Linked DNA regions of Mus musculus: all the other regions are linked to region 1. A link is a contact called in public promoter capture Hi-C and targeted proximity ligation data. All regions are on one chromosome and are shown on one strand. The core of a region is the stretch at or near the end of the contact, and the rest is flanking DNA. Distances in the headings are between cores, read along the strand shown. Region 1 holds the start of Kif11 (kinesin family member 11). Region 2 holds the start of Tnks2 (tankyrase, TRF1-interacting ankyrin-related ADP-ribose polymerase 2). Region 3 overlaps Myof (myoferlin). Region 4 holds the start of Cep55 (centrosomal protein 55). Region 5 holds the start of Fra10ac1 (FRA10AC1 homolog (human)). Region 6 holds the start of Hectd2 (HECT domain E3 ubiquitin protein ligase 2).

Evidence for each region. Promoter capture Hi-C pulls out the DNA fragments that hold promoters and counts their contacts.
Region 2: a contact with region 1 is called in a targeted proximity ligation map of epiblast stem cells. A contact is called at or near these places in 7 of 39 promoter capture datasets (the C10 cell line, the HPC-7 cell line, cranial neural crest and 2 more), 2 of 484 Hi-C or Micro-C datasets (CD4 T cells and CD8 T cells) and 12 of 130 datasets of targeted methods (the SCID.adh cell line, cardiomyocytes, effector CD8 T cells and 8 more).
Region 3: a promoter capture Hi-C map of pre-B cells shows a contact between it and region 1, with 2.1 times the contacts expected there. A contact is called at or near these places in 2 of 39 promoter capture datasets (the 3T3-L1 cell line and pre-B cells), 2 of 484 Hi-C or Micro-C datasets (CD8 T cells and reprogramming fibroblasts) and 3 of 130 datasets of targeted methods (bone marrow-derived macrophages, embryonic stem cells and pancreatic cancer cells).
Region 4: a promoter capture Hi-C map of pre-B cells shows a contact between it and region 1, with 4 times the contacts expected there. A contact is called at or near these places in 3 of 39 promoter capture datasets (the C10 cell line, neutrophils and pre-B cells), 5 of 484 Hi-C or Micro-C datasets (CD4 T cells, CD8 T cells, centroblasts and 2 more) and 4 of 130 datasets of targeted methods (astrocytes, embryonic stem cells and pancreatic cancer cells).
Region 5: a promoter capture Hi-C map of pre-B cells shows a contact between it and region 1, with 3 times the contacts expected there. A contact is called at or near these places in 4 of 39 promoter capture datasets (the C10 cell line, hippocampal neurons, liver and 1 more) and 1 of 484 Hi-C or Micro-C datasets (pre-B cells).
Region 6: a contact with region 1 is called in a targeted proximity ligation map of astrocytes, with 2.1 times the contacts expected there. A contact is called at or near these places in 1 of 39 promoter capture datasets (the 3T3-L1 cell line) and 1 of 130 datasets of targeted methods (astrocytes).

Annotation. Positions count from the first base shown.
Region 1 is chr19:37,374,693-37,379,209 of GRCm38.p6, forward strand. It overlaps Kif11 (kinesin family member 11), which reads left to right and starts at 1,690. Exons shown (of 22, transcript NM_010615.2): 1 at 1,690-1,975. The coding sequence starts at 1,902.
Region 2 is chr19:36,831,461-36,835,947 of GRCm38.p6, forward strand. Tnks2 (tankyrase, TRF1-interacting ankyrin-related ADP-ribose polymerase 2) reads left to right here and starts at 2,772. Exons shown (of 27, transcript NM_001163635.1): 1 at 2,772-3,276. The coding sequence starts at 3,078.
Region 3 is chr19:38,037,145-38,041,818 of GRCm38.p6, forward strand. All of the region lies in intron 1 of Myof (myoferlin), which reads right to left. Among named protein-coding and RNA genes, the nearest start is that of Myof, 4.1 kb to the right of the region's middle.
Region 4 is chr19:38,052,690-38,057,509 of GRCm38.p6, forward strand. It overlaps Cep55 (centrosomal protein 55), which reads left to right and starts at 2,352. Exons shown (of 10, transcript NM_001164362.2): 1 at 2,352-2,628; 2 at 4,721-4,820.
Region 5 is chr19:38,220,504-38,225,409 of GRCm38.p6, forward strand. It overlaps Fra10ac1 (FRA10AC1 homolog (human)), which reads right to left and starts at 3,649. Exons shown (of 14, transcript NM_001081075.2): 1 at 3,459-3,649; 2 at 1,334-1,410. The coding sequence starts at 1,410.
Region 6 is chr19:36,552,147-36,557,064 of GRCm38.p6, forward strand. It overlaps Hectd2 (HECT domain E3 ubiquitin protein ligase 2), which reads left to right and starts at 2,493. Exons shown (of 21, transcript NM_172637.3): 1 at 2,493-2,769. The coding sequence starts at 2,638. Gm41838 (a long non-coding RNA gene) reads right to left here and starts at 1,893. Exons shown (of 2, transcript XR_877830.3): 1 at 1,706-1,893; 2 at 779-1,588.

The DNA of each region.
Region 1 (4,517 bases), core at 440-2,939:
TGAATGACCCTTTCACAGGGGCCAAGCAAGCCCATCGGAAAACACAGGAATGGTAAGACCTTTTGCATCTAATTCCAAAAGATTAAAAAAAAAAAAAAAAAAAAAAAAAAAGACAAAAAGACAAAAATCATGGGATGCAGCACTCGGGAGGCAGAGGCAAGTGGATTTCTGAGTTCGAGGCCAGCCTGGTCTACAGAGTGAGTTCCAGGACAGCCAGGGCAATACAGAGAAACCCTGTCTCGAAAAAAAAAAAAAAAAAAAACCCAAAAAAACCAACAACAACAAAAAAAATCATGGGCTGGAGAGATGGATAAGAGCTGTTAAGAGCACTTCCTGTTCTTCCACAGGACCTGAATTCAGGTCCTAGCGCCCACTGTAGGTGGTTCACAACTGACTTTTTAACTACAGTTCCAGGGCATTCAATGCCATCTTCTGTCCAAGGGCACCACCACACACTTGGAGGACACACACACAGACACACTACCCCACACATAAATAAATAATCTTAAGCCACACCCCTCAAAAAAAAAAAAAAAAAAAAGCAAACAAGAAACCAGCCAGGACTGGTAGCTCATTCTTTCAATACCAGTATGCAGAAGGCAGGAAGATCATTGAGGATTCTCACAGGGCCAGCCTTGTGTTCAGAAAGATATCTTGTTTAAAACAAACGAATAAATAGCAAATGATGGACATAACACAGTTTGATACTAAACTGGAAATGTATGAAATGGACGCTTGAACTCCTGATCTTTCTGCCTCTGTCCCTATATGTGTTTGGTTTGCTTTTTAAAGGATATTTGCTGAGTGAATGCAGTAGCAGGGAGGAGAAAAAAAGGGTAGCAGTAGGAACATCGAAGGAAGTCATTCAGGGACGAGATTCAAAGTCTTGGAGGAAGGTGATTGCAGAGGAAGGGTCTGGTTAAAAACACGTGTTGAAGTGAGAAAGACTGGCCGGAGGCAAGGGTATAAAGATGTTCAATATGTTCACTTTGTGGGACATTTTGAGATAGCAGTGAGTCTCTGGGGCTAGCTTTTGTTTTGTTTTTGTTTGTTTGTTTTTGGAGACAGCGTTTCTCTGTGCAACCAGCCCTGGCCGTCCTGGCCTCGCTTTATAGATCAGGCTGGTCTGGAACTCGGAGAGCTCCTCTGCCACTCCTGCCTCCGAGAGTAGTTTACCAGTAGACAGTTGGCTTTGCTTAATCCAGAGGACCAGGGATCTGGAGTGCGGAAGGCGGGTATTTGGCGAGGTCGGCGGCGCTTTCTCTGATCCTCGCTAAGTTACATCGGAGAGGCTAAACCGCATTTAAGATCCCGCGAAACAGAAAAAGCAGCTCCGGAAACCCGATGAGGCGGAGGACTCGGCTTTTCTGTTTCCCCGGTCCCCACCTACACCTTAAACGGCCGAGTTGTTCGTCACCTCTCTACGGAAAGCGAGAAGCCTCGGAGGGCGGTAAGGACCCAGCGAATGCGGCGATGTAGGCGTCCCAGGCCCCAGAAGCCCGCCAGCGGCAGCACTGAAAGCTTGCACAGTGAACTTCGGACTACAGGAGCCAGCCTGCACCGCCATCCATTTCTTCGGGTCACGCCCCGTCGTCACCACAGTGACGACACGGCGTCCCATGATGCCTCGCGTGCCGCTCTGCTATTGGTCCGGTCAGTCGTCTCCATTTTTCAAAATTGAGGCGCGGAATCGTTGCTGATTTCGGAGCAGAGGAGGAGGTTCGTCCTGTCCGGCTTTTGCGGGGCGGCGGCCACGGCCAAGAGGCCTGCGTGGACCTCGGGGACGCCGAGCTGCGAGTCTCGGTCCTCGTGGCCTTGGCAGCACCGGGTGAGGAGAGGCTGCTCCCGGTTCTCACTGTGTCTGAGTCTCCGCTAGGCCGGCAGGTTTTGGCTCGACCGTCATGGCGTCCCAGCCGAGTTCTTTGAAGAAGAAAGAGGAAAAGGGCAGGAACATCCAGGTGGTGGTGAGATGCAGGTAAGGAGAGGCTGGGACGAGTCCGGACGCGGAGGCTTAGCTTTTGGGCTAGCCGTTCCGGAGAGCGATTTGTTTACCTTTCTGAAGGACACCAAGTCATCGGTTTCTGGGGCTCCCCGTGTTTTGTTCGGTAAACATGCTACCACGTTTAGTTCTAAATTAGGGTTTGTCTCGGGGGGGGGGGGGATGTTGGTGTTGGTTAAAGTTAAGCTGCAGTCACAAAGAATTTGATGGTTGCTCTTCGCTGAAAAGTGCGTTCCCTTTTAAAAGCCAATGTCGCCGAAAATTTAGCTGTCATTGCTCTGTGCTACCCCGTCCGAGTTGTCAGTTTGGGAATAAAGCTTCCTACTTACTTTGCATGTAGTTTGGCGCTCACCTTGGGGTTATTTCCACTTCGGAAAGACTAATAGTTCTTTATTCTGTGTGTTTGGTCCAATAGATGAAAGTAGGTTTGCTTTTAAAAGGGAACGCACTTTTCAGCGAAGAGCAACCATCAAATTCACCTCTAATAACCAAGTAGACATTGCTGAATTTAAGCTAAGCTGTAAAATGAGTTTATGAAACTCACGAGCTAATGAAAGTACATGGCTAAGGTGCAGCATCTTTTCTCTTTCTCATTTTTCTTCTTCTTCTTTTTTTTTTTTTTGGTTTTTCGAGACAGGGTTTCTCTCTCCTTCTTTCTTTCTTTCTTTCTTTCTTTCTTTCTTTTATCTGCCTTTGTTCATTGACCAAAAGACAAAATTGAGAGGAGGGAGGGTGTGGGGTTCAGCTCTCCCCGACTGACATCCAAATAACTTACCCAGAGTTTTTAATTTTTTTGAATTTTTGTGATGTTACCGAGGTTGGTCTGGAACTATATGTTAGCGTACTTTACTGTCTCAGCCTCTCGGTCGTTTAGCTGGGATTGCTGGGTGACAAGTGTGTGCCACTGTGTCTGCCTTTTTTTTTTTTTTCCTGAGACTGGCCTCAAACTCCGACTAGCTCCCTGCCTTAGTTCTGAGTTCTGGAGTTATAAGCAATTCAAGTTTCAGCTACCAGACCCAAGTTTTTAAACTAGGTGACGTGTGTGTGTGTGTGTGTGTGTGTGTGTGTGTGTGTGTGTGTGTGAGCAACTCTAGGCTTGCCAAAGATACTTAATTGCTGAACTCTGGAGTTTTAGTTACTTAATTTGGAACTTTCATTTTAATCAACAGGAAAGCAGACACACTTAAGAATTTAGGAAAAAAAAAATTAGGCAGATTTAGGCAGGCAGTTGTGGGGCACACCTCTAATCCCAGCATGTTTTACAGATCGAGTTTCAAGACAACCAGGGCTACAAAGAGAAACTCTGCCTCAAAAAATTTTTATTTTTAATAATGGGTATATATTCAGGTGTTTGCACACATACGTGAGTGCTTGTGGAGAGCAGAAGAGAGCACCACCTCTAAGGCCAGAGTTACAGGTGGTTGTGAGTCACCCCCAGGTGTGGGGGCTAGAAACAGAACTCAAGGTCTCTAGAAGAACAAGAAGTGTTCTTACCCTAAGCTACCCAACAAATGCACTTTTTTTTACAATTTTTTTGCAGTATTATTATTATTAGTCAATATTGCCTTTTCTGTGTGCTATTATTTCCTTTGTTACTTACAAAGTGTTTGAGTCATAAAAAGTTACAAAGAACACTGACGGTGGGGGTGTGATGGTACAAGCCTTTAATCCCAGTATTTATCCCTCAAAGTAAGAAATAAAACATCTCATGTGTCCATACTGTCCTCCTACATTTCAAGGCTGGCCTTAAGAGAATTTTTTTTAAACATTTTTTTACCAGTGAAAACGTTTACACGTGTCTGTTATGTACAATAGTTTAGGCATAGGTTTTTCTTTTTCTTGTTTGGTTAGTCTTTTCTCTATTAAGTAGTGTTCCTGGCGCCAGTCTCATTAAGCTTTTTTTTTTTTTAAAGATTTATTATTTATTATATGTAAGTACACTGTAGCTGTCTTCAGACACTCAAGAAGAGGGAGTCAGATCTCGTTACGGATGGTTGTGAGGCACCATGTGGTTGCTGGGATTTGAACTCCGGACCTTCGGAAGAGCAGTCGGGTGCTCTTATCCACTGAGCCATCTCACCAGCCCCTCATTAAGCTTTAATAAGCAATAAATGAGGCTTTCTTAGGATGTTGTACGTTAGATCCTCATCGTCTTGTGTTTGGTGGCAGGGTCTCACTATGTAGCGTTCTGCCTCCCCTGCAACTCATCTGCACCCAGGCTTGAAGTCCTGCAGTCAGTGCTCCTGTGGCAGCCTCCTGAGCCTTAGAAGTGTGAGCCACCATGCCTGATTTTTGATGCTGTTGCCTGTGCCTTTGGTATCTGATCCAGGGAATCGTTGCTAAAGCCAAAGCTGCCAGGCTTTTTCTTCTTTGTTTCTCTAAGTTTTATGGTGTTACGTCTTAGGTGCAAGTTTTTGGTCCTCTTTATGTGATGTTAAGTGAGACATTCGGCTTCATTGTGTAGGATACCCAGTTTTCTGTCACCATGTTACAGAGATTACTGAATGGTTTGGCTCAT
Region 2 (4,487 bases), core at 1,522-4,021, 540 kb before region 1:
TTCTGCTACATAGCAGCTAGAGACACGAGCTACTGGTTAGTTCATATTGTTCTTTTTTTTTTTTTTTTGGTTTTTCGAGACAGGGTTTCTCTGTGTAGCACTGGCTGTCCTAGAACTCACTTTGTGGACCAGGCTGGCCTCGAGCTCAGAAATCCACCTGCCTCTGCCTCCCGAGTGCTGGGATTAAAGGCGTGCACCCCACCACGCCCCACTTTTTTTTTTTTAAAGGAATTTAAAACATCTATTTTGTGGTGTTTTGCTAAGGCAGCTCTCTGCAGGAATACAAGTGAACCCGTTTTGTCTTTGTAAGCTGGCTTCTCTTACTTAACATTATGCCCTCAGTAATCACCTATGTTGGGGCACAAGATAAGATTCCTTCTTTCCTGAAGCCTGAATGTTCTTCCTTGATATGCATTCATCACATTTCATAGTCATCCATTCATGGAACAATTGGATTGTTTATAACTCTTTGCTTTTGTGAGGATTGTATTATGAACACGATTGCAGAACGATTTGAGATCCTGGTTTCAAACTATTTGACTATATCTACCCAGAAGTAGAGAAGATGGTAGCTTTATGTTGAAATTTTTAATTAATTAATTTTTAATTAATTTTATGTTGGGTGTTTTGTCTGCACCATGTTTGTGCCTGCTGAGGGCCACAGATACCAGGATTGGTGCTATATGATTGTGCACCACCTTGTAGCTGCTGGGAATTGAACTCAGGTCCTAAGTAAAACAGTGCCCTGAACCACTAGACCATCTCTCCAGTCCCAATGTTTAGTTTTGTAAGGAACTACCAAGTGTTTCCTGTAATAATACACATTTTATGATCACATTAAGAGTGCCAAAACGATTCTAATTTGTCCATCTCACCAACATTTGTTGTTTGCTGTTTGTTTGCTTTTAGAACAGCCATCCTAATATGGTTTCTTTGTTAACTTCATTTCTCTAGTAATCAAGTGTTTTAAAAACAAGTTAGGCTGGGCTGTGGTGTTGTACGCCTTTAATCCCAGCACTTGGGAGGCAGAGGCAGACAGATTTCTGAGTTCAAGGCCAGCCTGGTCTACAGAGTGAGTTCCAGGACAGCCAGGGCTACACAGAGAAACCCTGTCTCGAAAAAGAAAAAAAGAAAAAAACAAAAACAGTTAGGGTTGAGGAGATAGATCAGTGAGTAAGTGATGCTGTATGATGTTGTTTAGATACACATATTGGGAGGAAATACATAAGCAGAAATCACTAAATAAAAAATTATAAAAATTGGGAATATATTTGGCAAGTCGATGAAATGAAGAAAAATGAGACAATCATAGTAGTAAGGTTCTAATCCTTAGGTATATTCATGAATAGTTATTTAGTAATAGGGATCAATTTAAATTTACACTAAGTAGTCTAAGAACATAATGGAATAAACATATAAGAAGGTACATTTACTAAAATGCTCAAGAAGTGTCCCTGCTTTTCTCCCACAGAAGTGAGTCAACGCTCCCTAACAAAAACTGGATTTCCTGAAAAACAGGTTAAGTAATTCACAGGGGAAATGCTTGTCAGCGTGCCAAAAGTCAGCACTTTCTTGCAAGCAAAATCTCTGTATTCCTTTCTTTCGGGTTCCTGAAACAAGATGTCACTACTACCTTAAACACAGCTAACATTCTTTCCAGGCTCCGCCCAACAGTTACCTGGCAACAGCCAGGTAGGCCTGGCTGTTTGTCCCCCTTCTCTCTCAGACTCTTCTCCTAACCCCTTTCTCCCTCTCTCCCATCCCCCCTCCCCCGTCTCTCTCCACGTGTTCCTGGCCGGCCTCTCTTCTTTTTCTCTCTTCCTCTGTCCTTCTCTGCCTCTACTCTCTTCTCTACTCCCCTTCCCATGCCCTAAATAAACTCGATTCTACACTACACCCGTATGGCTGGTACCTCAGGGGTAAGAAAGGGATGTTTCAGCATGGGCCTGCCCAGGAATCCTTCCCACCTTACCAGACCTGGCTCTACAAAACACATCCTTGTTGTTGTTGTTTTTTTTTTTTTAATAAAACACAATAAACACGAAAATGAATTGTGCACTTGTATTCTTTGATCAGAGAGAGAGAGAGAGAAACTTCGGAAAACTTTGATGTGTATGCTTTGTATCAGCACCTCGACCACATCCGGTGCAATGCTGATTTATGTATAGATCCTCGTCAGCGCTGAGCTAATAATTTACTATGGGAAGCGGAGCTAATCACAGCCACCCCACCCCCCAATTGTTGCTTTAGAATTGAGATGAACTTTCTTCGCTTTCTTGATTTATCTGGGGGCCGCTCATCCAAACTTCTCAGTAAGCGTAACGGATTCATTTCTGAGAAAACGCTTATAAGAAAAACAAAAGCAGATGCGGAGAGTTAAGGGAAGAGACACTGTAAAGAAGGCAGGAGGGGGAAGGGGTGAGAAATCTCCCAGGGGGAAGGTACGGAAGCAACACTGCAGAGATTTTCACGCTAAAACTTGCACAAGAAAATGCATAATCAGAACAAAACTTCCCAAGATTCGTCTTCGGTGTCTGAGCAATGAAACTCGTCTCGAGAAGTGTAGGCTTTAATAAAAGAAAAGGCAGCAAGACCTCTCGTTTTTAGCAGAGGCTCTGTAAAGATGGCGGTGGGCCGAAGCCCCTTCTCTTTCCGCAGCCAAAGGCTCTCCCTGCACATTTCCCACAAACCCCTCCGCGCGGCCCCGCTTGCCCAAACTGGCCCGGCCGGAGAGCAGCCACTGCGCACGCGCGAGCCGACGTCACGCGCGCTCCCAGGACCCGACCGAGCTGGCAGGAGTGGTCTCGGCCGCTTCCGCCGTCGCGTCGCTTCGGGGCTCGGCGAGCGGGTTCGCGCTGCCTCCACCGCGGTGGGGCAGCCGGGGCTCACGGAGCCGAGCCGGGGGCGCGCGGCGACGCGGCCATGGGACCGTGCCGACTCTGGTGACAGCGGGGAGCGGAGCGGCCCGGGCCCTGAGCGCGTCTCCTGCGGGGGGCCTCGCCCTCCTGCTCGCGGGGCCCGGGCTCCTGCTGCCTTTGCTGGCGCTGCTGCTGGCGGCGGCGGCGGCGGCCCGGATCATGTCTGGCCGCCGCTGCGCCGGCGGGGGCGCGGCCTGCGCGAGCGCCGGGGCCGAGGCCGTGGAGCCGTCCGCCCGCGAGCTGTTCGAGGCTTGCCGCAACGGGGACGTGGAGCGAGTCAAGAGGCTGGTGACGCCCGAGAAGGTGAACAGCCGCGACACGGCGGGCAGGAAGTCCACCCCGCTCCACTTCGCCGCAGGTAAACGCGGGCCCCGCGGCGCCTCCCGCACGCCCCACCTGCAGGCTCGGGCTTGCAGGCCGCAAGCCGCGCGGCGCTGCCCTGTCTCCGACCTTTCCCCAGGACTCTCACCCTGGCCGCCCGCCCTCCTCTCTCGGGGCTCGTGATGAGGGTGGGGTGAGCGTGCTCTCGGGAAGTTGTTTTTGAGGTTATGGGGTTTTTTGTTTGTTTGTTTGTTTGTTTGTGTGCTGGGAGGGGGGAAGCTTTGTTTTGTTTTACTGTATCAACAATACCTGCCCCGACTTCCGGTCTTATTACCCCGGAGGGCCTCTGCACACAAGAAAGGCTTAGTAGACCTTGTGATTTGAAAGAGTAATTATCTCCAAAAAATGGACCCATGTTTGCAAGTTTCATCGACACTCTTAGTAACCCCTTAAGTTCTAGCGGCCGTCATAAACTGAAATTTTAATTTAGGAGTTATTTTATTAGCTATTGGCTCATTAGAGTTAATTGGATTAGGTTTCTGGAGAGACTAAAACCGGAAATGGGCATGTTTGGGAGACCTGAGATCTACTTAGGTTGTGTGTGGGTGGCCTCTGCCTTACTCCCGCACAAGTCGGGATGGAAAGTGAGCTGAGAGACAAGATAGGACACGCACTTGAGCTTGGATCTAGGATTTTGAGTCATCCTGAGATTTATTGTAGATAGTTTGGAGTTACTTTTAACTACTGGGTTCTCTTTGTGGTACCAGCGTGTTGAAGTTTGCTTGTTGAGGTATTTATTTGAAAAGGCCAGGGATGGGAACCAACTTAATGATTATTCATGTTAAGGACAGTTTGTAACTTTTTAACCTCATAATCAAATAAGATCCTCTTAGCCTGGTAACATTTGATACAGTGTGCATCAGAATTGTTTAGCAGTTCTTTATATTTAAAAAAAAATTTTAGTTTCTTGTGTTCCTTAGGGGCAAAAATGGTAGACAAAAGAGTATAAAAAAAGATTTATTGTTTGTTTGTTTACAGGCATTGATTTTACAGTTCTTCCAATTGTAGGTCTGTTTGCTTTGACCTGTCCCTATTTTAAAATGTATGTACTGTCAGAAATCATGCCTCCTTAATTGATTGCCGGTTTGGGAGCAAGGGAAAAGTTTGGGAAAACCACAATTGGGCAGAAGAGAAATTTGCCTGTGGGCACTGAGAAGTGAGAGCATGAAGCCAAATCTCTGTTAGCAG
Region 3 (4,674 bases), core at 142-2,641, 660 kb after region 1:
CCTGCAAGGTAGGAGAGGCCATCCTATTTTGTGTTTCTGTTGCTGTGATAAAACACACCATGACCAGAAGCAACCTGAGGAGAGGAAAAACTGCATTTGTCTTACATGCTCTGTTCACAAATGATCATAAAGAGAAGCCAAGGCTAGACCCTGGAGATGAGAACTGAAGCAGAGACCATGAAGGGACAGCAATTACTGATTTGTTCATCATCCCTGCTTGGCTTGCTTCCTCATACAACTCAGGACCATCTGCCCTGAGATGGCACCACCCACAGTGGACCAGGCCCTCCCATATCAATCATTAATCAAGAAAATGCCCCCACAGCCTTGCCTGCAGGCCAATCTCATCCGAGTAACTCCTCAACTGAGGTTCCCTCTTCCCAGGTGACTCTAGTTTGTGTCAAGTTGAAAGAAACTAACCAGCACTGAGTATTACTTAGAACACCGAAACCGGAGATTTTATTTGCTCATAAGCAATTAGAAAACAAGAAATGGCAATTAGAATTCCTCAGGTATGGCTGGCTCTAAAGCCCAGGGCCTTTACTCTGTAATGGCCAATTAGAAGTCAGTTGATAAAGGCTTAAAGTGGCAGATGTCCCACAGCTGTTTTTTTTGAACGAAAACTGTGCTCAAAGTACAGCCCTGTTCAACAGAGCAGCTGTTCCACCGAAGCTTGCCGTGAGTAGGGAGACGGTTGTCATGCCACAGTGTTCTGGGTAGTATCTGTGTTATAGACCAGTACACGTTTCACATATGAATCTTCAGCAGGAAGGGCAGCGGCTTCATGTAGTTCTTTTCAAATAGAAGAATTCAAACACATCAATTTATCTGGATAACAGGAGCTACAAACCGGTTGTGTTCAGTTCAGTATCAGGAATGTGTGGAGCAGTTGTTCCTTTACCTAGATCCACCCACAGGGCACATGAAAGAATTCTAAGTGTAATCCTTCCTGAACAACGGAAGATGGGCCAATCACCGTGGCCCCTTTCAGGATTAACAGACAGAGGCTTTGTTATTCCAAGATGTCTCTAACCTCCTTCCATCTCTTTCAGTGGCCAATGCTGAAAAAGCATATTCAACATCCATCAATCTATCAGTTGTTGGAGAAGGCATAAATATGCCACTTGGACTGGTCTTAGGAACAGAGAGAAACCAGTGACCAGAAAAGAAGCCAGGGAAGTGCCAGTGTCCTGACTGAGAGCATATGGGTAAGCTATGTTGTGGAGGAGGGAAGGAAAAACAGGACAAGCTAATTAATTTCTAAAAGCAACTGTGGTTTTGTAGATGACTGAGAGCCAAAGAATGTGCCTTTGGGAAATGTACAGTCCCCAGGCTTCGGCAGGGTGGGGCCACCATCCTTCAACAGTTAGTCTCCAAGCCCTTTTCTCCCGGAAGTGAGGAGAATGACTCAGTAGATTAAACAGTTTTGCTTTCTGAAGTATTTGTCAATACAATACCATGGTTCTACTGAAGTACCCAAGTTTCATGACCATCATTACCTGTGAAGAACTGTCTAGACTCTACAACATACCCTAGGTAGATCAAGATTCTATATGGACAGCTTACCTCCATAGTCTACAATGAATGGACCCTGTGAGAGATTTCACCACTCCGAATGGAATCTCACAGCTTCTTAAAGCTTATCTAAAAGATTCTTTTAGAATTTACCTCTGGACAGTAGGGGTTGGCTCAGTGGGTAAGGTACTTGCTGAGCAAGGGCAAGGGCCTGAGTTCAAATCTCCAAAGCCTACAGAAAGTTGGGCACCGTATGACCCTATAATTCCAACTCTCTTACAGAAGAGATAAGAGAATCCCCCAGAAACTTGTGGGCCATCTACAAACAAGAGACCTGCCTCAAACAAGGTGGAAGATGAGAAGTGTCATTCAAGGCTGATCTTAGACTCCATTCATGCACCACTGGTGTGGACATTGTACACACATACACACATCACACACAAACAGATACATACACAAAAAGAAAAAGGAAGGAAGGAAGGAAGGAAGGAAGGAAGGAAGGAAGGAAGGAAATGCCTCAAGATTTTGAATGTTTCTCACACAAGGAAATACAAAATCTTGAGGTGGTAATTAAGCCAAATTGCCTTGATCTGATCATCACACACACACACACACACACACACACACACTCACACTCACACTTACTATGTTCCCTAAGATGGTTTTGAATGGAAGCTTGGGTGCAAAGTGACCCTATCACAAGGACAGGATAGGAAACCTGCTGTTGTGGCCGCCATGTTTCCCTGGAAAGGGATGATCCTATGAATAAAACACTGCTATGAATAAAACACGCCAGCGTATGAGTATACAAGAAAGGTTTCTCTCTATTAACCTTTTCAAAAGACTCTTTTCATACAAAAGCAAGGGATGAAACAGAGGGGAAAAGGAAAGTATATGGTAATATCCAGCTAGCAAAATGACCTTTAAAGGGCTACAGGCCAACAAACAAACTAAAAAATCCCCACAGCACCAACCCTTCAGAAGCGCACATGCTCACAAGGCTGGAGCAACTTGTCTGCCTACAGCAAGAGGATGTAAGAGATTCAAACCTAATTGTTCAGACTAACACATCAGGCGTGATGGCAAGTCCCAGCATTCAGGATAAGGAGAACTGGAGAACGAGGAAGATCAGAGGTTCAAACTCATCCTCAGATAGCTCTGGACTTGACGATCATCCTGGGCTACATGAGCCCCTGCCTCAATTAAATTGATTGGATCAGTGGTCCCTAGGAAGACTGCAAACACAGCAGGAAGAGTTGTCATTTTTCAGTTGTTTAATCCCTTTTATGCTTTGGTTTACTTTATTTGACCGTCATTCAAAGAATTAAGATCTGATATTAACAAAAATTAAACAAAATTTAATTGTTTTCTTTTATTGTTTGTGTTTGTGTCTCTCTGTATGTATGTATGCATGCATGTATGTATGTATGCATGTATGTGAGTGTGTTGGGGGGTGGTTAGGGGACAAGTTACAGAAGCATGTTCTCTCTCCCCATGGGGGTTCCAGGGACTGAACTCAGACAACCAGGCTTGGCAGCGAGTGTTTTTAACCATCGACCCTCTCGCTATCCCACAGTTAGAATGTCTAAATGCTTATGTCTGGGAGTTGAGAGGTCTCAGAGGCTTGTATATTTAATCCCTGTTGGGCCCAGCTGCACACGCTAGCTGTCTACAAGGAGCTTGAGGCAGATAGCTACCTGTAGTTCTCAGCAGGCTGGCTTAAAATTTAGAACTGGTTCGTGGAACCCAAGACGGAAAAGACATAAGCTCTGCTGCCTTCATAATCCACTCCTGCACACCTTCATTTCCACAAAAGAAGCACAACCAGCCCTTCTGGTTCACCCGAGGCCCGGAGCAACAACTCCACAGCCAGCCGAAGGCTATACAAAGGCCTGAGATCTGCTCCAATGCAGTTAGTTGGTGACTAGTACGTTTGCTCCCAGATGCAGTGTAATTGCAGGCTAGCAGGGTCTCTGCTGGGAGTCAGAGATGTGGTACTCAAAGTCCCAGCAGTGAAAGACTTGGTCTCCAGCCTACCATGAACAGGCAGTGGAACCTTTAAGAGCTGGGGACTTGTAGGAGGAGTTAAGTCATTGGGGTGTGCCTTTGTCCCCTCCCTCTTTTCCTGGCCATGTACAAGACTGCTCTGCCATACACTCCTACCAGATGGTAGTCCTAACCTTTCCTCCCCGAGAGGCTGAAAAGCAATAGATCTGCTCACTTGTGGACTGAACCTCTAAAGCCCTGGGCCAAAAGCCATGTTCTCTGTTCTCGGTGATTATCTCCATCCTTGTCACAGAAATGGAAAGCTGATGGACAGACAGGACCTCACAGTATCCATGCGAGCATCATCACCCCCATTTCTCCCTTCAGTTGGCCATGCTTCCTGTCATTCCAGGAGGTGGGCTGAGCTCTTTTCCACCCTTGTTCATTTATGAACATTGATGCCACGACATGAGATCCTTAGTTCTATCAGGACTTAATTCAACTTAATTTTACATAGCTCTCAAAATTGGGCACTGGAAGGAATTGATGTATCCAGGGTTTTCAGACTGCTGGGGAGGAAAGGAAGGCAGGAAAAGAAATCATGGCCATGACTGCCTGTCCCATACCTGTCAAGACCATGGCTTTCAGACCTCACAAATGATCAAAGTCTGGTATTAGAAAGTTGAAGCACCTTGAAACTAGAAAGCCAGTGTCCTGCTACTTGCCATGGCTAAGGAAGCTGAGACCTGAATGGTTAGAGCTGGGATATCCAAGGTTATCCGTTATTTAGGTAATGCTGGCTAGTGTCCAGTGTGCAGGTCAGAGATGGCTCAGTGGTAGAGTGTGCCCTTGGTCTGATGCCCAGGGCCATAAAAAAAGGAGACCCCACCAAAAAGAAGTGCTTGCCTGGAGTTCAAACATTCCCACCCTGAGTTCAATGGTCTTTCTTGTGTCCGATGAATGAAATAGTAAATGAATGAATGAATGAATGAATGACTTTACCACTCAATTGTACAACCAAAGGGAACCAAAACTGTGATTGTGTGCCTAGACTACATTTACCAATTTACCTGAAGTTTCTCCCTCTCGACGAAGCGTTTTCATTCATCGACATATTGTTAAGTCACTTAAAAGTTTCAATTATTGAATATTCTTCCTGGCTAATAAATTAGT
Region 4 (4,820 bases), core at 1,102-3,601, 680 kb after region 1:
GAGATCTCCATGAGATGCTATCGAAACAGCTAGCAGCTTGAAGCTTCACGACTGTGCCTGTCTATAAAGAGCAAACACTGACGTCTAGATCCAACATTGGCTTTTACAAATAATCCAAGCCTCCCAGTGAACCTCCTGGCTATGCCTCTCCCTTACTAGTCCTTATTCATTGCAGCTTCCACAAGAACCAAGGTTCTGGAGGGCAGATGTAGAACTGCAGTGAACTTCCCTACCCTTCCTCTGTGCTCTACTATTTAAGGAACCCTCCCCTGCCCCTGGTGTGTGTGTGTGTGTGTGTGTGTGTGTGTGTGTGTGTGTGTGTGTGTGTGTGTGTGTTGGAGATCGTGCATGCATATAAGATCCTCCTACTTGATTCCAATTTTGCTTCTTATATAGTCTGGGCAGTGAATATTCACATCCTGACTTCATGTTGACAAACTTTCTCCCACCCCTAATCACTCCCATATGACACTTTAACACACAAATAAGAAGAAAGCCAAAACTGCTTCTTGGGAATAAAAACATGCATAATACCCCCATTTCTGCATATTCCATACTGCACTCTCCAGAATTAGCTGCCCACTGAAATTTACCTTTTGTCGAACACCTGCTCATTGAAGTTAGCTAAAAACATAGTCCCTCCCCTTCCTCCCTTGTCTCAGGTTATGAGAGGTCAATTTCCTGGAGTTGATGCTTGCCAGAAAAGCTGACCTCAGCAATAACCAGACATTTTAATTTTAATCAACACAAAAGTGTTGAACTGAACACCTCACGGCTCTACATAAAGAAGGTAAGATGTGCAGAACCAGGACACCAGAACAGGCTGCTCTTTGGAACACGGGGTCACCCAGGCTCCACCTGTTTGGGGCCCACATACCCCAAAAAACACCCACATGCCCTGAAAAACAGGGCAAAAGGGAAAGATGGACATTGAAACGCAAAAGCCTGCTTGCCGCCTTCTAGTGTGCCACCTTGTGGTTAATAAGACTATTCCTTTCTCCATCTGTTTCTCCGTTCATACTTCAGGCGGGAGGACTGTGTAAATAGAGAATTCCAGTATCTTGGATTGCCATCTTCCTGCTTTAAACAAATAAAACAAACTGAAATTCCTTACATGGTTTCTCATCCACTAGATTCAGTAACAAATGGATTTGTTGTCTTTTACTTAACAGTGCCTAACTACATTTGTTAAACTCTAGCCCTCGCAGCCACACTACCAGATGGTTATCTGCATCCTGGTATAGATCAGGAAACTGAGGCTCAAGGAAGTGAAATGTTCTCAAGGCCACACATCTATTAAGAGGCATTCAGGATTTTAACCCTTGTACTACATACATTACCTTCATAGGATGCTTTGCTACTGATTTTTTTCGCTGTAAACTTCTGGTATGCCTAGGCTAAGTCTAAGAACGACACGCCATAAGCAATTGTTTGCTTCAAGTTCTCAAGACGCTAATCAAGACCCTGATGTGACCGATAAAGACCAATAAAGACACATCTGCCTGTAGGGCAGCAATCTGGAATCGCTGCTGGGGCTCACAATCTCGGTTTTCAAACTGGGAGTTTATCAGCTCCCTACAGCTTCGTTCCCCATTGCTCCGCCCCTGAGTTTGACAGGGTAAATGAGTGGCCCGCCCGGAAGACTAGGAGGTTGTGCTCTACCTCACAAAGAGAAATTGGTTCCCAAAGAACATAGACCAGTCAGTCCCAGGCGAGGGTCACAGAGCTTGTCCTATGGATAACAGCAGGGTCCGAACACACAGAGAAAAGCAAGCAGGCCCAGATTGAACTGGTCCTCCGACTCTGTCCTTGGCTCCGCCTCCACCACGCCCACACTCCCGCACACCCACACCCACACCCACACCATCACACCCGCCTCATTTCACACCACGTTTCCACAGACACCCTCTATCTTCACAAGGTCCTTCTCTGACCCGGCCGGCACGGATTGTAGCTCCCGTCAGGCTCTATGTCTTGCTCGCCCTTACCTTCCCCACTCTGCCCCTACCCGTCTGCCCGGCTAGTTTCGATCCCCTCCCTCTGATTCCAGAGCCGGTCTTCGCCCCGCCTGCCGTCGGGTTCCAGACCTTGCCCCGCCCCTCCTCTGGCTCTAGACTCCGCCTTTGCCCCGCCCTCAGGCTCCTGGGCCCTCCCTCTCTCCTCCATCCTCAGATTCCAGCCTTCACTCAGATTGCAGGCCCCGCCCTCTCCCGCCTTTCCTCAGATTGCAGACCCCGCCCTCTCCCGCCCGTCCTCTGATTGCAGACCCCGCCCTTCGCCAAGCCGGCAGTGACGTGACCCGCCCTACAGCCGCGGGATTCAAACTCCCGGAAGCGGTGTCCTGGTTGATAAGTGGTCTGCGGCGGCGACGCGAGCGCTGTGTTTGTCTCAGGTAGTGAGTGGTCCCGGCCTCGGCCGGGGAGGGAGGGGAGGACAGCCGGGGCTCGTTAGCCCCTGGGCAGGACTAGACCTCCCGGGAGGAGCGCTGGTGAGCAGATCACGCCGCAGGACTCCGTCTCCCCTGGCTGGAATCGCTGGAACACATGCTGGCTCCCTGAGAGACCCCGCGCTGCGTTCCTGTCGACCGCCGGCCCGCAGGCCATCCTTTCGGCTCCTTTGAACTTGGCGGTATTATCACTTTCTTAACAGAGAGGTTACCGCGAGGCCAGTGACCTGAGCCAGGTCTCTCAGGTCTCCAGTGCGGTCAGCCTTTGCTTAGCAAGCGCTTCTCTTTGCAGTTTTTTATTTTCCTGCCTCTTTCCTGACCCCTCGTAGATTTGGGAGATTTACTGAACGGAAATGCTTCTTTAGACTCCTGACCAGAATGACTTAGGTCCCTTCAGTCGAGTCAGAGATTTCCAAGCAGCTGCCTTTAAGCTCTTGTATGCCCCCCCCCCCAAAAAAAAATCAAAACACAGTTCTTTTGAACAGTTGTTGATTGAAAAAGAAAATGTTGTGAGCAGATAGTACTGACTGCTAGCTTGTGTATGTATGGTGAGTTCTGTGTCCCATATTAAATTTAAGAGAGCACATCCTGAAGGAGATTCCACTAGGACTGGGTAGGGACGTTCCCGAGTAGAAGAACTTTAAAAAAAAAAAAAAAAGAACTTTATGATCGATTGGAATAGAAAATACTGGGAAAGGAAAGACTAGGTGAGAGCAGGATTGAGATGAGGAGGAGTGTGTGCTGGGTCAGCCTAGACAAGAGTCAAGAACACTAAGTTTTTAGGAATCCTCTCCAAAAGTTAGGATGCAAATGTCCTGAGGGTATTTTCAAACTGTTAAGTCCTCCTTCTGACGTCAGCAGAAGCCCAGGGAGAAACGTTTGTGGTAGCAGGTTCCTAAAACACGTTAACTGTGCATTTGCCTCGGCAGATTGTACTAGCAATTTTACTTGGTATTTGTCAAGATAGTGGGCAAAACCAGGTTGAATGCATTAATACAGATTTCGTTCAAGTTTGTTTATGCAGTTCTATTATTTTTAGGCTGATTTTATACAGGACAACCTCACACTCACCGCCCTAAGTAGATTTTCTTGTAGTGGTAGCTTTTATGACTATTAGTATTAATTACAGTTTAAGAATATGTGAATCTCCTTTTCTTTTGTTGTATTGCTGTTGCCTGCTACACTGTTCTGAAAGCTTCCTAGCATCCGAGACTCTATGTTGTTTCTTCTTCTTTCTGTTGCTTTAGCCAGCTTATATCCAGTCCCGATTAGGTTACCTGGTAAAAAGGCTTTGTAGTAATAGTCTGTGATTTGTTTAAACAGTTTTGTGCAGCTAGGCTGCCTTCAGTCTATGCAAATGAGGCTGGCCGTGAACTCCTGCCCATCCTGCCTCTACTTCCTGAGTGCTAGGATTATTAGCCTGTATCACCATAGCTTTGTAGTAACAGTTGAATGAAGGAAGGTCTTATCTTCCTTTCAATTCCATGATCACCTTGCCTTCATTTTTATCTCAGGACATATGAGAAAAATGGTTTTATTAAATCTCTTAATGGAGAGCTATTTTTTACATTATTTATATATACAGTGTATTTTACTACACATCTGCCTGCCTAGAGTTTGTATTCTACATTTGCTTCTAAACTCTCATCTAGTACTATTAGCAGATGTGAAACTTGGCCTAACTTCATTTGCCCATTCATTTCTTTCACCCCCCCCCAATCTCTGAGAATTACACCTCTTTTTCTATAAATGTCTTGTGTTGGATTTTCTCACTTCTTCCTGCCATACGCTCTAAAACGAATAAGATAGAGTTCTGTAGCCTCCCCCAGCCTTGAAGCAGGCTGATTCAGACTTTGCTGCCACTGAATATGAGGTCACCTGGGGTGTAGCCTTCGACTTAGATGGCTATATTATGTCAACTACAGATGCTCTTCTCTGAGACTCTGCTACCTGCTGAGAGAACCTTGAGACATCCCGGAGACACATCCTATCCTGCATGTCGCCTACTTGTCTTGGCTTCATCATTCTTTTCTCAAAGTCTAAGTCTCTTTCAGCCCCACCCTGCCTTCCAGAAATACCCGGTTCATGTAGGCCTCGGGCGACTTACATCAGAGTTCAACTACACATACCTTCTAAAGCAGAGAGCACACGTTGAGTTCATGACTATAAACTCAGAATTAGAGTTTTTATTCTTGAGTATGATATCACCTTGAAAGTGGAAGGCCTGGGGACCCTTCCACTGATTGTAAACCAAAACTTTCTGTTAATTTACAGGTGCCTGTAAACCTATAACCTGGGAGGCTGAAGCAGGAGGCCTGTGAGTTCGGTGCCACCCAAGTTACGTAGTGAGTTCCAGACTCTCCTGGGCTGCCTT
Region 5 (4,906 bases), core at 2,399-4,898, 850 kb after region 1:
CTGATGCTCCTTAATCTGCCTCTAAAGGGCATGTGTCACTTTTCTTTGTTTTACACAGCACTGGGGACTGAACCTGGGCGTCCTATATCCTAGGCAAGCATTCCACTAACTTAGTTACACCCCCCCCCCCCAGACCAGAAAGCAATGTTTCTTAATGAAAATCTAAAAAAAAAAAAACAACACAGGGCTGGAGAGATGGCTCAGTGGTTAAGGGCACTGATTGCTCTTCCAGAGGTTCTGAGTCCAATTTCCAGCAACTACATAGTGGCTCACAACAATCTGTAATAGGATCCAATGCCCTCTTCTGGTGTGTCTGAAGACAGTTACAGTGTACTCATATAAACAACATAAGTAAATCTTTTAAAAGAAAGAAAGAAAGGAAGGAAGGAAGGAAGGAAGGAAGGAAGGAAGGAAGGAAGAAAAAAAGAAAGAAAGAAAGAAAGAAATCTAAAAAACATACATTGCTATAATTATTACTATTCTTCTGTTATTGATAAAGACTGCCGATTTTATAAAATGTTCATTCCTAGTTAGTGATAACACATCAGTCTCACTATGGGATAATAAACCAACTTCTCTAAGTCCTGCTACTACGAATCAAGCCCTCCTGTTACTACATACCATGACATTTCAAAGCACTGAAAGCTAAGGACAATGGCCCTAAACACAGCAATTTTGTGAAGATGTAGCCTCCAGCTGGACATGCAGTTCATACCTGGAACCCCAGCACTTTCAAAGCTAAACCAAGAAGACTGTGTCTTAGGACAGCCTGGGCTATATAGGGAATTCCAGGATAGCCTGAACTAAATAATAAAACTGTCTCAGGAAACAAAAATGACAACAACAACAAAAATGTGTCCTCTTTGTGAAGCCCAGGCTTTGTATGCTAGAGGATCTTGGTCTTGCCAACTCTGACCTGCTCATTCAAGTCAACATTACAACTGTTCTGAATTACAATTCATCCTCCACGAGCACCTCACTGGGAAGACAAACAGCAACCAAGCCTCCTTTAAGCTGTGACATTTGCAGACACACAGTCTTAACAAATGAAAAAGCAAACAACAAAAAACAAAACAAAACAAAAAAAAAAAACATGCAATAGAGAAATCTTTCCTTTTCCCTCTATCCCTTTCAATAAACTCCTTCACAACAAAACTTCATTTTCCCCACAACTACCTCCAAACTGAAATCCATTTATTACAGTGCAATGAATAAACCCTCACTTGCTACAGCAGTTGTTTCCATATGCAAAGTCAATCCAAACCCTTTCCAGGATTTAGTTATACTTCATGTCCGTCTAGAAACAGTGTGAACTATGGATCAACAGACTTACTTCTTCCTCTTTTTGCTGGAGCCTCCGCCTTGCTCATCGTCACTAAAATCAGAGTCATAGCCTCCATGCCCATGCATCTGCAAAGGAGTGCGAGGTCAGCCGTGCGGACCCGAGCTGCCAAATACTCAGGAAACACAAGACTGAGAGTTAAGTGATCTTAAACAGCCACAAGCTTTACAAGTCATGCTGGGCAGATCATGGTCTCTGGTCTACGCAGCCACCTAACACTTTAATCCCTTTGAAATAAGAAGAATAAGGACATTAGTCACTGGCCTTCCAGTGAAACCTAAGCCTGGATATTGCAAAGCGACTCCATGCAAGGGACAACAGTGCATCACTTTTATTTGTGCCACACACCCCACACCCCCTAGAGATGTTTCAGCCACAGACAGACCACTGGAGGAAAATACAAATTATTGCTTAGTACTTCAACTATACCTTCTACATTGTAGCTATGCCTAACTGTGCAAATACCATTACACTTATCTACAGTAATAATTGCAACAACATGCTATATACGTTCATAGTCTAGAAAGATACTAGTTTGGGGGCTGTCTGTAGTAGAGGTGTTTGATGGCTGTACCATTGTAGAAGCATACTCTCTGCTGTTTGAACAATGAAGGAGCTGCAGAAATGTATTTAAGTGTCTCTCTTATTAAGCACTGGGTGACTATATTATTACTTTGTCATAGACACAGTGATAAGCACTTTTATAAAGCTTATGATTTTTCAAGTTAAAAATAAGTACTTGCATTTTAGGAATGAAAATGTAGTTAAACTAATCTACTTGATTCTTAAGGCCCCAGTTTCAACAATCTCTTGGGAATATTAGGCACAACTTGCCAGAATTAGTGTTTGTAAACAGTACATTATCAACTGATTAAATTTTTTTTCCTTAATTTTTAAGCATGAGTTTTAGCTGAGGTCTCCTTAAGCTAAGTTTCCTTACCCCTAGGCTTAGTCAGTCTTATTATTTTCCGATGGATAGTCTTGGAATTGCTGAAAAGCTTCAGCTGTCAGTTGTGCCTGAAAAGGCATCTGACTCCAGCATTACACAGAGTTTGGAACACACATGAGCAAGGGTACAGATGATTTTACTACTGTATATCATCAATAGTCAACTCCTGCAGCTGAAAGGAGCCAGTCCAGGTCAAGTGATAATATTTTTCAGCTTTGGTATTTGTGTCAGTAAGTGTACAGAATTCGTAACACACATTAATAGGGGTAAAGGTGGGTTGCAATCTTTATTGCTGAAAGGACCCAGTCCAGGTAAAGAGACATTAACTTTAGCATCTGTGTTGGCAAGTACAGCTAGGATAGCCAGTGTCTGCGTTCTTGACTACCTTCTGTTTGTCATTCTGTTAAATAAGGTAGCTATGTCAAATCATTAAATTCTGTGAGTCTCTGCAACTCCATTTTCAAACTTGGGCGTGTGAGTATATACCTCTCTTCCTTATCCCACCAAATGCTAAAGAGAAGGCAACAGCCAAGCTTTGGAGACATAGGTTTGCAAGCCACAGTTCTTCCTGACCGACAGCTATCATTGCCTTATACACCTAGACGTCACACCTTTTAGCAGATCTCATCAAGGCTGTTCAAATTCTACTACCCTCTAATCCATCCTCACGTGCTTCATATATTGATGGTGGAAAACCGCAGTGTGGAGCCTGGAGCAGTTGCAGAATCTAAGGTCTGGCTGGCACAGACGCGTCTCCTACTTCCCCACTTATGTAAAGGTTAACATAGAGGTTATGTAAAGAAGCCCAAACCTCAAGCTTACATAGTTTGGGGACGGTACCTAGTACAGGAAGACCTGAAACTAGTAGAACCTGGAACTAGTAGATCATCTTGACCCCTCATTCCAGACACCTCTTCTCTGCTCCGACGCCACATTTCTTTTTATCTCGGGCAGCTTCATCCATCCCTTGAGCTATCTTAACCCAGTAGCTTCACTAAAAAGCTCTCACTCAAATCATGCTATCAACTGACTGGAATTAAGAAAATCTCGAGAATAGGGCATCTGCTGCCTCCCGAATCTGTCAAAATAAAAATGAGACTCAACTACTAAGAACCAGTTTCAAAGTCCTCTCTGAGATCAAACACGCCCACGGCCCTCCTTACACACCCCTTCCCTTCCGCTCTTCTCTGTCTGGCAAGTTCGCCCCCAAGAGTCCTGACAGCTGCAGCGACGAGCCACGGCCTCAGCGAGCCGCTGCAGGTCCGCGCCGGTCCTCCAGAGCCACGCAGCGCCGCCGCCCGCGCCACTGTCACCGCACGCTGCACGCCTGGCCCTACGGGTACCGGCTGGGAACCGCTTCCGGCCCGGCTCAGAGGCGTGTCACATCGATAAGACACCGTTCTCCGGCGCGCCGACTCTGTGCTGCAGCCAGAATGGCTCGGGGGTAAACAAAGACGGCGGAAGAAAAGGCCCGGAAGAGGAAGCAGAGGCTCCCTGCTTTGGTCCCTCATTTTTCCTTTGGGCCATCTCCTTTTTCCTCTAGGGAATCCAATATGTAGTACAATGTGGCACTGCCCAGCCCACGTCCTTCATTGGAAAATGTATATTGCTATAGAGAAAAACCCCGCCTGTCACCTGCGGTCCTCTCTCTAGTAACCTTAGTAACGCCTCCACCGAGCATCCTCGCCCAGCCAGCAGCTCAGCCTCAGATCTGCCTTATCACCCCCTCTTTTTCCCCTACGAAAACAGTGCTCATAATTAGAACAGAAATAGCTTCCCCGCGTTCCGCCACCCACACAATAGATACTGTTCCAAAGGCAGTGCTGGCGGCTGAAGAGATCGAGTTGGCAAGGAAAAGAAGAAATGGGGAATGAAAAAGATTTCACAGGGTCGCAGATTCTACGCCAATAAGCAACCTAGCACACGCAGAAAGGGCATCCAATATAAAATTTAAGGAAAAAAAAAAAAAAAAAAAACACCTCAGGCAGCCAGAATTAAATTATTTTAAGCTCCACTGGGTTGTTCCTGCATTGTGTTTGCCCTACACCGTGACGTCCCATTCCTCTTTCCACTGGGTACAGATCTTGCTTCTCTTCAATACCAGCAGTTATTCATCTCGCACTCCGCAGCCAACACTGTGCCTTTGAAATCACAGGAGCTACTAAAACATTTGCTGAACAGAACTGGCATGCTTCTCACTTTTACAGCGGGTCCATGTTAAGGAAGAACTCTGAATCTTAATACACGTTCATTTTAAATCTTTTATCCTAACCAGTAGATAACAATATCCCTGTCAATCAGTTCAAGACTTTTTTTATTCCTGGCAGCAAATCATAGATACACCCTGATTTACATAGAGCAGCGATTGCAATCTTGTTAATTACAAAATTATAAATTTATGCATTTCAAGGTGCATTTGAATTATACTACAATAAAAATGTTTCCTTTAAAAATGTAAATAGGAAACCTCATAATTTAATATTATTAAAGTATTGAGTTAATTTGTCAAGCAGTCAATTTTTATAGATATCTAAAAACCAAATACTTTGTCCTTTTATCACTAATAAGAACTCCTGTAGCCTAAATGAAACTCTTGTATACCAATATTTGACATG
Region 6 (4,918 bases), core at 1,243-3,742, 820 kb before region 1:
CCATTCTTAAATGCTCTTTCAGAACCAATTTTGCTGTTGTTCAGTACACTATTATTACTGTGTGTAATTAAAGGGGTGCTCTGTCAGCTAGACTTTCCATTGCCTTCCAACTCTTATCTTTGCCATTCATTCCTCTTTGGATATAATCTCTCTAAATCCCATTTCATTGCCCCATGCCACCCCGTTCCCCTTTAGGTCTTTTGCCTTCCTAAATCAGATGAAAAACCTGATTGATCAAGTCCAGTTGCATCTGGACTTAGAAAGGTCCCCACACTTGACCATTACATTTGGTGTCACTGAAAAGCGTCTTCAGCACATCTTTATGCATAGCAGCCAGAGCTCTGTCTGACTCCCCTCAACCCCCAGATCCAGTAGGTACACACAAAAAGTTTTTCGTGACAGTTGCCTTACAAGTTCTGCCAGAGTTATCATTCTAGCTTACCAAGAGCACCCCCATCTACCTCCCAGTCCTTACCCGGGGCTTGTATGAAAGAGACTTTAAGTGGTACATTATGAATCATGTATTTAGTAGGAAGTGGAAACAAATTCATCATGATGCTTATCTTTCCTATATAGAGCTCCCAGCAGAATAAACCAATGGGCTTGTTTCCATTGCCTTATCTCGTCTGGAGCAGTAGAAATGAACACTTCTGACTTGCCAGTTTTTTTGCCAATATCTAAATATTTTTGTTCTATTGAATGTGACTAGATGTACAGACACACTTTTATTTTGTCTCACACATGAAAAGTGAAAGCATAAGGCATGCGATCCAACTCGTTTCTGATCCAAGTATTTTAATAGCAAATTACTAAATTTGGTTGTAGACAATAGGAGAGATAACCCACCATCATTTCAGAATTTATTCTACCAGTCTAGACACAGTAGCATGGTACATCTTGAATCGTATTTAAAATGAAAGGTTGGTTTTACAATGTTTGTTACCAGTTTTCAGCATGCTGGCCTGCTAAAAGAAAACAGATGTCTATGAGATAGTCCGGAGATTTAAGAAGAGAGGTCTAAAAACAAAAATTCAAGAAAAAGGAGACAGAAAAGGGTGTTGCAAAGTAGTGCCTGTGTCATTTGGCTCTAAAGATTATGAAATACCTGGCTACTTTATTCTACTTATTGTACACCTTTTGTTATTAATAGAGAAACGATGGTGACAGCAATTATATTAAAACTACAAATACTTCCTAGAAATAGAAGCAAACTTTATAATTTCCAAAGTAATACAGTAGGCACTATCCGATTCACTTTATTGCTTGCTACAAATTCTGGGCTTGAAAAACAACCTCATGCCAGGAAGAACTGTAACTATTTATTTAGTTCTGCGGACTCTGAATTATATAAAATGACAGTCACCAAATCCCCTCTGAATTTGTTTCAGAGATATTCTTGCTTCTTGTATTTGGAGCTGAGTATTCTTGGATTAGAAAATTCACTTCACCATGAATAAAATAACGAAGTCTCAACTAAAAATCCCAAGACCTCAATGTCGAGAAATTCTCTATTTTTAGTAAGTGGTACAGTGAATACTTCCTCTCTCCCTTCTCCTCCATCAGCAGGTGTCTCTGCCATTCCAGCAGACTGATAAAAGGAAAAGGAGGGGGCGAGGAGAAAGGAAATTGTCTAAGTCGTCGTCGGGTGGTGGAGGTGGGGATATTTTAACATGACGATTTAAAGTAATTTTTTAAACGTTCTTACCCAGAATTTATTACGAGGTTTATTATGGATTACTCAGCAGTTTGGATCTGTCCATCTGTAACTTATAAACGGAAGGGGACAAGGGATTAGAGGGAACGAAGGACGGCGGGGGGCGGGGAGAGCAAAATGTAGGCGCGTGGGCACGGAAGGGAGAGGCGGACTTGGCAGTCATGAGGGACCGCGGCTCAGAAATGGAAAGTGTGGCCTGGCCGTCCTGCCCTGGAGTGTGTGTGGGAGGGGAGCACGGTGTCGCATTGTCCTCTCCCGACCCTAAGCGCTTCTCCCGTAGGATGAGGCCAGGAGAGGACACGGGGAAAGAGTTAGTCATAAGGATGCTCAGGTGAGCGGTCTCCCAGTCTCCCCGGCGCTGGAGGCACTGGAGGAAAGATCAGGGGGCAGACATGACCCCGAGTCCGCTTCCTGAGCGCGAGTTTAAAGGTCAAAGGCCACCAGCTGGGTCAAAGGTCCCCGGCTCACCTGCCACTCCAGGTGAAGGGAAAGCCAGGGTTAGAATCCGTGTCACAGCCTTTACAAGGCCTGTCGCCCTCCCACCACAGCCCGCGACCAACATGGCGACCAGGCGCCCCCCAGCTCCCGCCCCGCGCCGTCTCCTCAGCGGTCCCCGCGCGTGACGCGGGGCCGCGGTCTGAGCCCCGGCCGGCGGACCCGCGGGAGCGGAGCGCGGCCGAGGGCGCGAGCCGGGCGCACGCAGGGGGTGGGCGGCGGAGCCTGGCGGCCAGCCCGGGGGCGCGCGCACACGCGCGGGCGCGCGACGGGCCGCGGGCGCGCGCGGGGGCGGGGGCGGCGCGGCGGCGGCGGTTGGAAGGAGCCCTCTCGCGGCCGCGGCAGCAGCAGCAGCGCCCGCCCCGGCTGCAGTCCGGCCGCCGCTGCCGCCGCCGCCACCGCCTCGCGCCTCAGCCGCCCGGCCAGACATGAGTGAGGCGGCTCGGGATCTCTCGCCCGGAGCGCCGCCGGCGGTAGCCGCGGCCGCCCCGGAGGAGAGGAAGGGGAAAGAACCGGAGCGCGAGAAGCTGCCGCCCATCGTGACGGCCGGCGCAGCCGCGGTAGGTGCGGCGGGGGCCGGGGGGCGCCCTGGGCGGTGGGTTGAAGGCGGCCTGGAGAGGGGACAACAGGGAAGTTGCGCCTCGAGGGCAACGGCCATCACTTGGGAACCGCGCCTTCCACGCTCGGGGAGTGGGGTCCGCTGCCTGATGCTGGGTGTTTGCTTGTTTTCGGGGGGTCTGGCTCCCGACTTTCTGCTGAGGGTCGGCATCCTCTGTTGGATGAGCATGGGTGCCAGTTGGGCGTCAGGGAGGTTTTCCCTGAGTGGGAGAACCTGCCTGTGGGCGCCAAGGCAGCGCTTCCCTTCGCTTTTGCGGTCCTTTCTCCCCTCGGGTTGAACAGTCTCAGAGAGGAGTTTCCTCCTAATTCTGACCTTTCCGTTGCTATCCGGGTAGTGGGAGGCAGTTGCCTCCCTGGATGCTTTTATTTTTTTCATACGGTACTGACGTGTGATTTGAAGGAGCGAGGCTTTTTCTTCTTTTAAAACTCGGCTATCCAAGCTTAATAAGCGTGGTAATTTCCCAGCTGGATTTTGCAAGGGTTAATTTGGAAGGCGCTCTCAGCCTTCAAACTCCATACTGCCAAATGATGTCATGGGACATCATCCCCTCTCTCCCTTCCCCCTGTTTGTACTTAGTGGTTGGGAGTCTGGTTGCTTTATGATTAACTTCTGGTTTTGACATTTTTATTTGACATAGTATTTAAATACTTTGGGCAAGTTTGCTTTCAAGTATTTAAAGATTATGACTTGTCAACGCATCTGTACGTGACAAAATAGTAAAAGTTTGGGGAATATTATACATTTAAAAAAATTTCTACTTGCAATTAGTTTCTAGAAGCCGCCCTCCTAAATGACTAGGAACTTACTAAAATAGCTCACTCTTCTTTATAAAGTATTAGTATCAGAATAATGTTATGATTTGGTAGGTTTTTCAAAAATGTCTGAAGCCTGTAATAACTGGAAATTGTTAAAGACAACTCTTTTATCATAAGTCAGCACAGCAGATTTGGACAGCAATGACACACATTTTAAAAGGATAACTACAACTGATTGGTAAATTGCAGCTGTAGTTAGGAATTACCTTGGGAGATGCTTTGAAGCAATTTGTCATTCATATTGTAGTCTGTTGGTGCACAGGGTTTTCACAGCTTTTTATGTAGGACTTCTTAATGCCAATGTAGTTTGTTTGTTTCAAGTCTGGGTATGTGTCTAGTGTGTGTATACGTGTGAGTATGGGTATATGTGTATGGAGGTCACATATACATGTGACCTGGTGTTGGTTGTCACCCCATGCTTTGGCAGTTTTTTCCTAAGGTGGTTATTAAGAGGGAAAATGTAACATCTGCTTTTAGAAGCAATGTTATGAGTTTAGTGTCTAACAGCAAGTACCTTTCCCCAAATTATTTATATATAGTGAAGAATATATTATATATAGCAAATAATGTCTATTATTTATCAATATTATTTACATATAATTTCAGTGGAACTGAAAGAAAGGTTTGGAACTTAACAGAAGCTGATACAGTGTGGCTGGAAGTCTAACATTTGTTATCTGAAGCACATAGGTCTTAGTAATTTCAAGTTTTTCAGATTTTAAGAAAGTAATCCTTTTAAGTATTACCACATGTAATAACTACAGTGAAGTCCTGGCCAATTTCCTGGCATCAGTAGTATCTAAAACTGTAGCCAATGTATTGTTTGTTCTGTTCAGTGGAATAAGGTTAAAAACTCTTACTTGCCTTATGGCATTTCAAGGCACATCCACATTTGTGCTACCAAGTGAATTGCAAAGACACTCTTTTTCAGGATGTAGACTAGTCAAAGAGCCTATAGTTTAAGAATTTTTAAAAAATCTTTGAACATGGAGGATAAAAACAGTTTGGAATAGAAAACTTGGGATTCTGAGGCAGTTTCTGGTGGTGCCTTAAAATTTCTTTTGACCTTGATACTGCTGTTGGATTTTTCAATGGAAATTTTAAGAGGAAAATGCAAGTATGTATTGCATATTTTTCAAGAGGATTTTCAGAGCTGAAATTTTGAGGCATCATGATAAAAAGCCTAAGGAAAAAAAATGCTGACATCTGAAGATGAGGAAAGCCAGGGCATCTGGGATGACCGGATTCTCCAGTAGAGTGGGGAAGACTTGATGG